Linked DNA regions of Mus musculus: region 2 is linked to region 1. A link is a contact called in public Hi-C data. All regions are on one chromosome and are shown on one strand. Each heading gives the region's core, a stretch centred on a gene start, on an enhancer-like site or on the middle of the called end of the contact. The rest is flanking DNA. Distances are from core to core; before and after follow the strand shown.

The links. A called contact is a pair of places that touch in the nucleus more often than the background predicts.
Region 2: a contact with region 1 is called in a Hi-C map of bone marrow-derived macrophages, with 41 read pairs. The contact joins two enhancer-like sites. A contact is called at or near these places in 3 of 39 promoter capture datasets (HPC-7-derived erythroid cells, liver and second pharyngeal arch cranial neural crest), 1 of 15 datasets of contacts at CTCF or cohesin (the NIH/3T3 cell line), 3 of 484 Hi-C or Micro-C datasets (bone marrow-derived macrophages, colorectal tumor organoids and embryonic fibroblasts) and 10 of 115 datasets of contacts at active chromatin or transcription factors (CD8 T cells, T-cell acute lymphoblastic leukemia, bone marrow-derived macrophages and 6 more).

Annotation. Positions count from the first base shown.
Region 1 is chr12:81,794,559-81,799,699 of GRCm38.p6, forward strand. Gm30706 (a long non-coding RNA gene) reads right to left here. Exons shown (of 7, transcript XR_001780652.1): 5 at 4,976-5,050. Among named protein-coding and RNA genes, the nearest start is that of Gm46366, 6.0 kb to the left of the region's middle. Within about 2 kb of position 2,178, at least 2 of the 459 cell types and tissues checked have an H3K27ac peak or open chromatin away from gene starts, as enhancers often do. A contact at or near this core is called in bone marrow-derived macrophages, where this site is marked.
Region 2 is chr12:81,886,185-81,891,325 of GRCm38.p6, forward strand. The region is part of intron 1 of Pcnx (pecanex homolog); the gene reads left to right. Among named protein-coding and RNA genes, the nearest start is that of Pcnx, 29 kb to the left of the region's middle. Within about 2 kb of position 2,692, at least 18 of the 459 cell types and tissues checked have an H3K27ac peak or open chromatin away from gene starts, as enhancers often do. A contact at or near this core is called in bone marrow-derived macrophages, where this site is marked.

The DNA.
Region 1 (5,141 bases), core at 928-3,427:
AACACGTTGAAGCTTACATGGAGCTCATGCTAAGAGCTGTGCTACTCAGTCAAAGACTATCATTGCTGCCATCTGTGTCTAAGCCTTCCGTGAAGAAGAGATAGATTCACTCTCAGTGGTATAAGCTAGTCGCTGGGTGTTAGCCTTCTGGCCAGCTTGTTCTCAAGATTCCCCAAACCACCCAGTTTTGCCCTGGGAGACTCTTGGCTGACACTTGAAGCTGTAACTTGTGAGCATCCCTGAGAACTTCTGTTGCCTTACATATGATGTTGCTGCTCCGTTCATCAGCGGGGTAACAGCCACTCCCACCGTACACACTTTGGGGAGCTCCCTCATCCTTTTCTGTGTTCTTCAGGCAATGTCCCCACCCTAAGCATTGTCGATGTAAGACTCATACTGGTCTGGGATGGAGAGATGGCTCAATGGTTAGGAGCACTTGCTGATCTTCCAGAGGACCTAGGTTCTATTCCTGGCACCCACATTGTGGCTCACCGCTGTTGTTAGCATTGGTTCTGGGGGACCCGATTACAGGGGTCTTTGTGACCTTAACCGGCTGCAGAGATATGAGCTGCCAGAAACAAGAAGTCAGTTTGGCTTACCATGACTCATATGACTCAGTCGCTGATGTTGGTTTAAACTGGAGTTAGATTCCACGTGGTTTACTTTAAACATATTTAAACACAGCACATTTGGTGAAAACTATTTTCGTGATCATTAACTCAATCCTATGTGTACAACAAACCACACACAAATCTCCTTCAGGAACAAAACAAGCTAAATACAGATCAGATATGAAACCCTTTGTACAGTCCATAAAGACAGGTTCTATAGGTTGACTGGGAAAAACAATTTTACAATAAGGGTCTAGGGGAGTGATCCAGTGCCAGAAAAGTCACAGATAGCGCAAAGGTCACTAGGTCAGAAACCATGTCCATTTCTAGCCTTCTGGGCAGATAACAGGCACTACACTCCTTCTTTTGGAGGAACAACCCTGCGTGCTTAACATCCTGGGTTTCTCTGGTGTTTAAAAGACAGCCATACTTCCTATCTCACCCCCTTTTGAGTTTTTAAAGAGAATTTTGTGGCTGTAATAGCATAAGCCAAGCTTGACTGCATAGCCTGCAGAATTGGTCTAACAAAGCCATAGGACTAGCCAGCAGAGGACCAAGAAAAGGGAGAGCCACCTTAATCGAGATGGCCTTCAAAGGTCACTTGAGAGATTGTGTCTTTCTCTTTATGCAGATCATCAATGTGAATATGAGCAGTATCTTGACACATTAAAACAACACATTCCAGAAAGGAAAGTATTTGGATTCTGTACAATCTGAGAATTAGCCTATAATATAGTCAATAAACATAGCATCATCATTTTGGGGGTCAGTAGCATTGGGTCCTTGTCTCTCCAAGGTCTCAGCTTGATGAATTAAAGTCTCGATGCCTCCCCCAAGTCATCAACTTCTTCTTCCTCTTGGGATGCCTCCTCTTGGTGTGCTTGTTATCTTTCTTCAGATGCTTCATGTGTCCAGTGTCTCTGGGATGCTGTCTTAGTCATGGGAGCAGACATCATCTGGGACTTCTTTCATTTTCTGAAAAGACTCGAGCGTAACCCTGCCCTGATGGTAGAGGAACTTGGGGCCCTTTCCACTGATTGGTTCCTAGATATTTCATTTAACATATACTGTGTCCATGTCTGTGCCTCCACTTTTGGGTAGTGGAGAAAGCATTATCCTTTAAAGTAAAAAAAAAATTTTTTTAAAAACCATGGCTTAAATTTTAAATGCCCATAGCACTAGGCATTTAAGGTGAAGATATAGTCCCCAATTTTATTTTTAAAATTTGTTGTTTAAGTAGTTAACGCTGTCATTCCACAATAGCTTTGACACTGTGAGTTGAAAGGGGTTCCGGCAACATGATTAATATTTTATACATTGTAAAAGTTGTTTGCTAATATAAGCAGGAGCGTTACCAGTTTTTAGTTGCAATGGATGTCCAGGAAAGGGAAAGGTATATAATAAATAATGACAGCATCCGAGATCGTTCTGCAGACAGAAGCAACAATCGTATTCTTTCCAAGTATCAACTGTTACAGGAGCATAATGTCAAAATTCAGAGATTTGAGTAGTATCTGTTTGCCCCAGTGGCATTAGAGTTTAACGCGCAAGGATTAGTTCCTCCAGCAGGGGGCAGTGGTGGTCAAGGAACACAGAGGGCAGGCACGCTTGTTCATGAGGTAGAGAACTACACTTGTAATAATTTTGCATTTTGATGAAGAAATTCATGAGTCTTTTAAGCAGCCTGAAATGAAAGTATTAGAGGTGAGGAGGAGGCCAGGGCATCTGCTTGAGCACTAGCGAATGTTACCAGGTCTGGCATATGAGAATGCATGTGAATGTGAGTTATGAAAAAATGCTGACTCCAAACACTGACACCATTGCATACACTAGCAAGATTGTGATGATAGGACCCTGATATAGCTGTCTCTAGTGAGACTATGCCAGGGCCTAGCAAACACAGAAATGGATGCTCACAGTCAGCTATTGGATGGATCACAGGGCCCCCAATGGAGGAGCTAGAGAAAATACCCAAGGAACTAAAGGGGTCTGCAACCCTATAGGTGGAACAACATTATGAACTTAACCAGTACCCGGAGCTCTTGACTCTAGCTGCATATGTATCAAAAGATGGCCTAGTCGGCCATCACTGGAAAGAGAGGCCCATTGGACTTGCAAACTTTATATGCCCCAGTACAGGGGAACGCCAGGGCCAAAAAGTGGGAGTGGGTGGGTAGGGGAGTGCGGGGGAGGGTATGGGAGACTTTTGGGATAGCATTGGAAATGTAAATGAGGAAAATACCTAATAAAAAAAAAAAAGAAAGAAAGAAAGAAGAAGAAAAAGAAAAGAAAAGAAAAAATGCTGAGGTGGTTGTTGTATAGGCGCCCATAGGGACAGAACTAACTGTGCACTAGCATTGGTGGTGGGATTAAGTTTAAGTCTTGAAGTGCTAGGATTTAAGACGTGCACCACTACTGCCTGGCTTAGTCTTACAGTTTCTAAAACAGAAACAATTTGAGCACCAATGGAGAGTGTGCTAAAATATCCAATGCAGAGAAACATCAAATAAAAGTTGGTTGGCTGCAGCAAGTTCAGACTGTTGAGCTGCACAACCAGGGCTGGGTGTATGCGGAGGGTGTGGAACTTGTATATAAGACATAAGCTCCCGTGCTTTTGAAGAGCCATTTTTAACAGTGATCTCTATAGGATCTCTAGATGTAATTTTAAGGAACACCCATGGGGTATCTTAAACAATTCTTAAAGGGATCTTTAGGATAACTAATACTTATAGATCCCAAGTAACATGTGATTGCTACCTGCCAATTGTGATCATCGTGGAACAAAATAATCAGCCAGAATTCTATTTAATGGCACAGTGATTTCTGTAGGCTCTCTACTAACAAGTGGCACAAGTTGCTGTGATGGCTCATATATGCTTGGCCCAGGGAGTGCCACTATTAGGAGGTGTGACCTTGTTGGAGTAGATGTGTCACTGTGGACATGGGCTTTAAGAACACATCCAATTGACATGGCCCAAAATCTTTTCTAAGTATTTGAGGGTACATTGCTTCGGAAAATTTAGACTGAGAGGGGATAATGGCAAATTTGTTGTTGAGTGAGAATATATTTTAAATAATTATATGGTGACCACTTTGTATCTTATCTGGAGTTAAGTTTAAATTTTCTTCTTCTTCTTCTTCTCCTTCTTCTTCTTCTTCTTCTTCTTCTTCTTCTTCTTCTTCTTCTTCTTCTTCTTCTCCTCTTTCTTCTTCCTCCTCCCCCTCCCCCTCCTCCTCCTCCTCCTCTTCCTTCTTCTTCTTCTTTTTCAAGACAAGTTTTCTCTGTATAGCCCTGGCTGTCCTGGAACTCACTCTGTAAACCAGGCTGGCCTCGAACTCAGAAATCTGCCTGCCTCTGCCTCCCAAGTGCTGGGATTAAAGGTGTATGCCACCCTTGCCCAGTCTTCTTTTTTTAAAGATTTATTTATTTTATGTATAGAAGTATACTGTTGCTCTCTTCAGACAGACCAGAAGAGGGAATTGGAACCCATTACGAGTGGTTGTGAACTACCATGTGGTTGCTGGGAATTAAACTCAGGACCTTTGGAAGAGCAGTTAGTGCTCTTAACCATTAAGCCATCTCTCCAGCCCCTACATTTTCTTCTTTTAGTTCATTTACCATGAAAGTTAAGCATCCATTTAAGTATTGATTAGGAAAGCATGAGCAGAGAATACATTCATACAATGAGTGACCAATGCCTGAAGGGCTTTAGGCTGCGCCAGCTTAAGTGCCTACATACATAATATTGTCACACAGTGGGGCAATGTTTTCATTAAGTGCCTACATACGTAATATTGTCACATAGTTTGACAATGTGTTCATCGCTTGTGGCAAAATGTTCCACTGATACTAAATAGTGGAGTGTCCTTGAGGAACCACAGTAGGCATGGGGAGCCCCAGCTGCAGAGCCTCCATTTGTTTTCACAGGAACATTTATGCCCCTGAAATCATACAGCAGCTGAAATTTATTTTTTGTCTTTTTATTTACAAAACTATAATGTAATTAATTACCAAAATAGGGGAATTCCAAGGTCTCACTGAAGGTTCTATATGTCCAGGTTGCAATTGTTCCTCTAATAGAATTGGGTCTATCTTAATTTTTCTCTATGAAGGGGCCACTGATCAATCCATACTGGATCAATTTTCCCTTTGATCCTGGGGTTAGGTTTGCTCTATTGGGAGTTTAAAAGCTTATCATCCCTGTCAAATTTGGATTCATATTCCTTAGCTCTATGTTTTCCCTTATTACATCATAGGCAAAGGCAAACAATCTTGGGTGGGGCTGGGGGTTGGGGGGGATGGGAGTGCTGGGGGCAGCCTCAGGGCAGCTTTGCGAGCCACCTGGCCCCTTGGAACAACTCACCCTGCCAAGGTGTGTCCAGAGGATCCCGATGGTCCTTCTAAAGAGCATTCAAGCAATATATAACTGCAGTCCAGACTGCAAAACAACAGACAGGGCTTCTCACCCTCCTTCTCATGGGGTCTTTTCACATTCGTGTCTATGTGACTCCAACTGTGGATAGCAATGG
Region 2 (5,141 bases), core at 1,442-3,941, 92 kb after region 1:
AAGGAGGTGGGCAGTCCTGAACCCAGACAGAGCACAGGCAGTGCGTGGGTGTCTCTGCTTTGTGGGTCTGAAGGAGCTACTGTCATCCAAAAGCAGATTTTACCACCAGTGTGCTGGTCTTGGGAGAATCACTCACTTGATGTTTAGAACTGGAATATAAGGGTGTGTCACAACTAGTAGTTCTACTCTGAACATTTCTGTGATGCCAACTGCCTTCTAAACAGAGTCCTGTCAGGAATATCTTAGAAAGTGTGCATAGCTTCAACCTTCTACTCCTGGAGGAAGACTCACGATGTCTTATGTTAGGAAGAAACTCCCAGAGTCAGAGAGGACTGAATTGTGTTGTAAGTGGGTCTGTCTCTGTGCCTGGTTCTAAGCATTGGAGAAAGACACAACAAAATATTCATCTGTCTACCTCCCTCCCGTCTGTCTGTCTCTCTTTGGCTTTGGTAAGTGTATGTGTGAAGAAATATGTTGATGTTAGGTGTCCTCCATTCCGCTCCACCTTATAAACACAGACAGGGACTCTCACATAAACCCAGAGCTTTCCTCTCCACCTTATAAACACAGACAGGGACTCTCACATAAACCCAGAGCTTTCCGCTCTGGTTTTCTCTTCCCTTTCCTAAATTGCAAAATGAATTATACTTCTTTATATGCAGTACAATTAATTACATGAAGCAAAATACTCTGTTAACACTAATGATCAATGTCCCCTGATTTCCACGTGGCATACTGTTGAAATCCTGGTAAATCTCCTACCTGTTAAAACAAATCAATAAAAAGACCCCTACAGGAATCAGACTAACAGTTGTCTCCAAACAGTGGAGTTTTTCTCTTCAGTAGTCAAATCAGCATTAATAACAGTGGGACAAAAGGCAAACCTGAGAGCGATGCTCACTTAGAAGACAAGTTTTCTTCCAAGTGTAAAGACTGACTTTGCACGTCCCAGACCTGACTTAACTGTTCACCGCTGCATACTCAGAATACCATGGAGGTCACATGCTTTTCTGTAGAGCACCGGAACGATCTGAATGGACATGGTCTCTCAGCCTGATTGCTGAGGTGACCCTCCACCTGAAGATGCTTTTGTGAGGCCACCCTCCTTTCGCTCCACAATGGTGTTCTGGTGGGAGTTGGCAGACTCTTGGTTGTAATCTTCACAGTTCCAAAAAGTCTTGGCCAAACCGAAGTGTAACATCGTATCTAAAAAGATATTCTCAGAGTGTGAAGAACTTTCTGTACTTTGTGTGATGCCCACATTGACTCTTGTGGGAAAGAAAACTTCCTGTCTTTGGTGTGTGTCCACATTGACATAACAACCAAACTGGCTATTACTGTGTTTTTCCTGTTCTAGCCAAAACAATGTAGAAATTGTTCAAGTACATTATTGTTTGGTGTCCCTTCAGTGTCATCCTTAGGGCTAGGGAAGTCACTACATGCCAGGTCATTCAATCGATTAGTCTCTACTTTTGTGATAGTCAAATAACCAGCGTGGAAGAAAATTGATACAACTTGCAGTGGCTAGGTCCTTTGTACCTCTTTCAGAATCAGGAGTGATAAAAGCATAGTTACATTGGCAGAGAAGGGACATTACCTTGACTTAAATCACTCTGCTCCTGTTCCTCTGGACGGATGTCAGGGCAGTGACTGAGCCAGCCTGACATAGGCAGGCCTGTAGGTGTGGGGCTCTTGATCATCGTCGTGCAGGGCAAGACCCAGGTGCAGGCCCTCCCTGCCGGGCTTCACTCTGACTCGTTCTCCAGCTTGCCGCCTTCTCATGAAGCAACTTGGTTCTAACCAGAATGGCTCCTCCAATGCAACTGCTAATGCACTGGTGTCCTTGCAGGGGCTCCTGGGGCCCTGCCTGGATGACCTGGGGACAGCAGCAGACTGGCCTCGGTGAGACCCATGCCCCTCCACATGGCTTCAGAGCCCAAGGCCACCTTGCTACCCTTGAGACTTGGACACTACCCAGGGTGTTGGAGACTTCACCTCCTTATCTTTTAAAAGAAATGGGAACCATCTTTCGAGTGAATAGTACCATAGATTCATTATAATTTCAATCGCAGATGACAACAGCTGTCTGAAAATATTAAATGGGAAACTGCAGAACTAGCCTTCAAACGAAGCACTGTTGTGAGTCGTTTTGGACATGGATCCTCACTGTACATACACTCCATTCACCAGTTAGTTTGTGTTGCTCTTGGTTTCTGCTCCACTGTGGCTAGACTGCCCCAGTGTGTTCAAGTACCTTCTGCCCTGTTTAGTTTTATATTACCTTGACACAAGCTAGAGTCATCTGAAAGGAGGGACCCTCAGTGGAGAAAATGCCCCTATAGGACCCAGCTGTAACACATTTTCTTAATGAGTGACTAATGTGGGAGGACACGGCCCGTTGTGGGTGGTGCCATCCCTGGGTTGGTGGTCCTGAGTGCTATAAGAAAGCAGGATGAACAAGCCAGTAAGCAGCACCCCTCCATGGCCTCTGCATCGGCTCTGCCTCCAGGTTCCCGCCCTGTTTAGAGTTCTGTCCTACTACTTTTAGTGATGAACAGTGATGTGGAAGTGTAAGCCAGATAAACCCTTCCCTACCCAGCTTGCTTTTGGTCATGTTGTCTCTTCACAGCAAGAGTGATCCTAAGTAAGGTAGGGCCTAAAGCTCCAGTGTAGCGGTGGTGATGACTCAGATAAACTGAAGGGATGGTGGAAGTTGCTTCCTTAAGGTGAAAAGCTGAAAGTTGTTAAAATGTGCATGCTGACTGTTCACTTCATCCTGTGCCTAATTTATAAATTAACTCTCTCATATGTGTAGGAAAGCACGTGTGCGTAAGATTTGGGTTTGGTACTGTCTACTTTGGGGGCCTTGGAATGTATCGTGTCTCCCCATGGATAAGGAGAGACTGCTATTCAGTAGTATGAAATATTGTACACAATTTCCACAATGTCCACAATTTCCTCATCTTCCAAAATTGAAACTGTATTAAGCAACACCTTCTTCCTCTCCTACCCTTCTTGCCTCCCTCCCTCAGATAACTGCTCTTCTGCTTCTTGTTGTGTGAGTTTGGTTATTTAGATACTTCATGTACGTGGATTCATCAAAAATAGTTTGATTTTAATATTGTCTTATTTCACTTAGAATGTTCTCAAGGCTCACGAATGCTGTGTATGACAGAATTCCTTTGCTTTTTGATGCGGAGTACCCTTTCACTGTGTGAATATACATGTCATTATTCGTCTGTTGATAGACGTTTGGATTGTTTGTACCCATATGTAAATAATGCTGCTATGCACACGTTGTGGAAAACCTCCTTTTTCAGTTCTTTTGAGTGTATAAATACGAGTAGGATTGCTAGATGATATGCAGTTCCATTTTTAATGTCCTAAAACCATCATTTTGTATAGGTGTGCATGTACATGATGCTTGAGTGGGGGTGCACATGTGGAAGTCAGAGGACAGCATCTTTTATGGGTTCCAGAGACTGAACTCAAGTCACTACGCTCGCATGGCAAGCACATTTTCCTCCTGAGCCATCTTGTCCCATTTTTAACTCTGAGAAATTGTTATAGTATTGTCATAGGGGCTATCGCATTTGCTCTTTCCACCAGCCATGTCCACCATCTGGCCATGTTGTCGGGGCTGCCCTCAGATCCCGGATTCTCCTTTTACCTCTCAGACATTGAGAACAGATTTTTGTTTTTGGTTTTGGTTTTTGAGTAGCCATTGTTTGGGTCAGATGACTTTGAGTGTGGTTTACTATGTATTTCTGTCCCTCCAACTTTTGCGAGGCAGTCAGTGATGTACCTGTCATTCTGTTACCCTTAACTACACACTACTGGGTTGTGCTTGCACTGCTTTGAGGTCCTGGATATTACTGTACAATAAACAGATATCGGGAATCATAAAACCAAGTAATTAACACAGCAGGGAAGGAGCCCCCCCCCCCGCCCCCCCAGCTTGTCTTCTTTAACTTTATCCCCATACAGTTTTGTACTGAGAATCAGAAGGTTGTTAAGACCCACTGTCTAGGGCTGGAGAGATGGCTCTGCCATCCCATAATCAGCCTCCAAACGCTGACACCATTGCATACACTAGCAAGATTTTGCTGAAAGGACCCTGATATAGCTGTCTCTTGTGAGACTATGCTGGGGCCTAGCAAACACAGAAGTGGATGCTCACAGTCAGCTATTGGATGGATCACAGGGCCCCCATGGAGGAGCTAGAGAAAGTACCCAAGGAGCTAAAGGGATCTGCAACCCTATAGGTGGAACAACAATATGAACTAACCAGTACCCCGGAGCTTGTGTCTCTAGCTGCATATATATCAGAAGATAGCCTAGTCGGCCATCAGTGGAAAGAGAGGCCCATTGGTCGTGCAAACTTTATATGCCTCAGTACAGGGGAATGCAGGGCCAAGAAATGGGAGTGGGTGGGTAGGGGAGTAGGGGGAGTGTATGGGGGACTTTTGGGATAGCATTGGAAATGTAAATGAAGAAAATACCTTAAAAAAAAAAACTAAAAAAAAAAAAAAAAGAAAAAAAGAAAAAACCCAAGGAAAACCCACAAAAAAAAAATAAAATAAAATAAAACAAATAAAAGCACTGTCTGCTCTTCCAGAGGTGCTGAGTTCAAATCCCAGGAACCACATGGTGGCTCACAACCATCTGTAATGGGGTCCGATGCCCCCTTCTGGTGTGTCTGAAGACAGTACAGTGTACATACCTATATTAAATAAATAAATAAATATTTTTTAAAAAGGAAGATTCACTGTCTGAGCTGTGTGCAGAGCTGTGATGTGCACAGACTGCTTAGAGCCTTGATGGTGCACAGGCCTTTATCTTGTGCAGTCAGAGCTGTGACCTTTATGGTTATTTAATGAGGACCTTGTTTGTCCACCAGTAGGTGCCAGCTGCTCTGTCACCTTTTCATCTCTGCTGTCCACTGCATGTCATTTCTTAAAGTCAGTTTTCTGTGCAAGCTGTTTAAACGTGTAGACCAACTCCTACGTGAATAACAGGGTAGACTGAGCTTCACCACCTAGGAACAATGGCTGTGCTCAGTTTCAGTTACACCAGTGACTTTGCCGTTAACTTAGGAAACACAAGAAAATGTTGTAATTTAAAAGATAAAGCTAGAACTT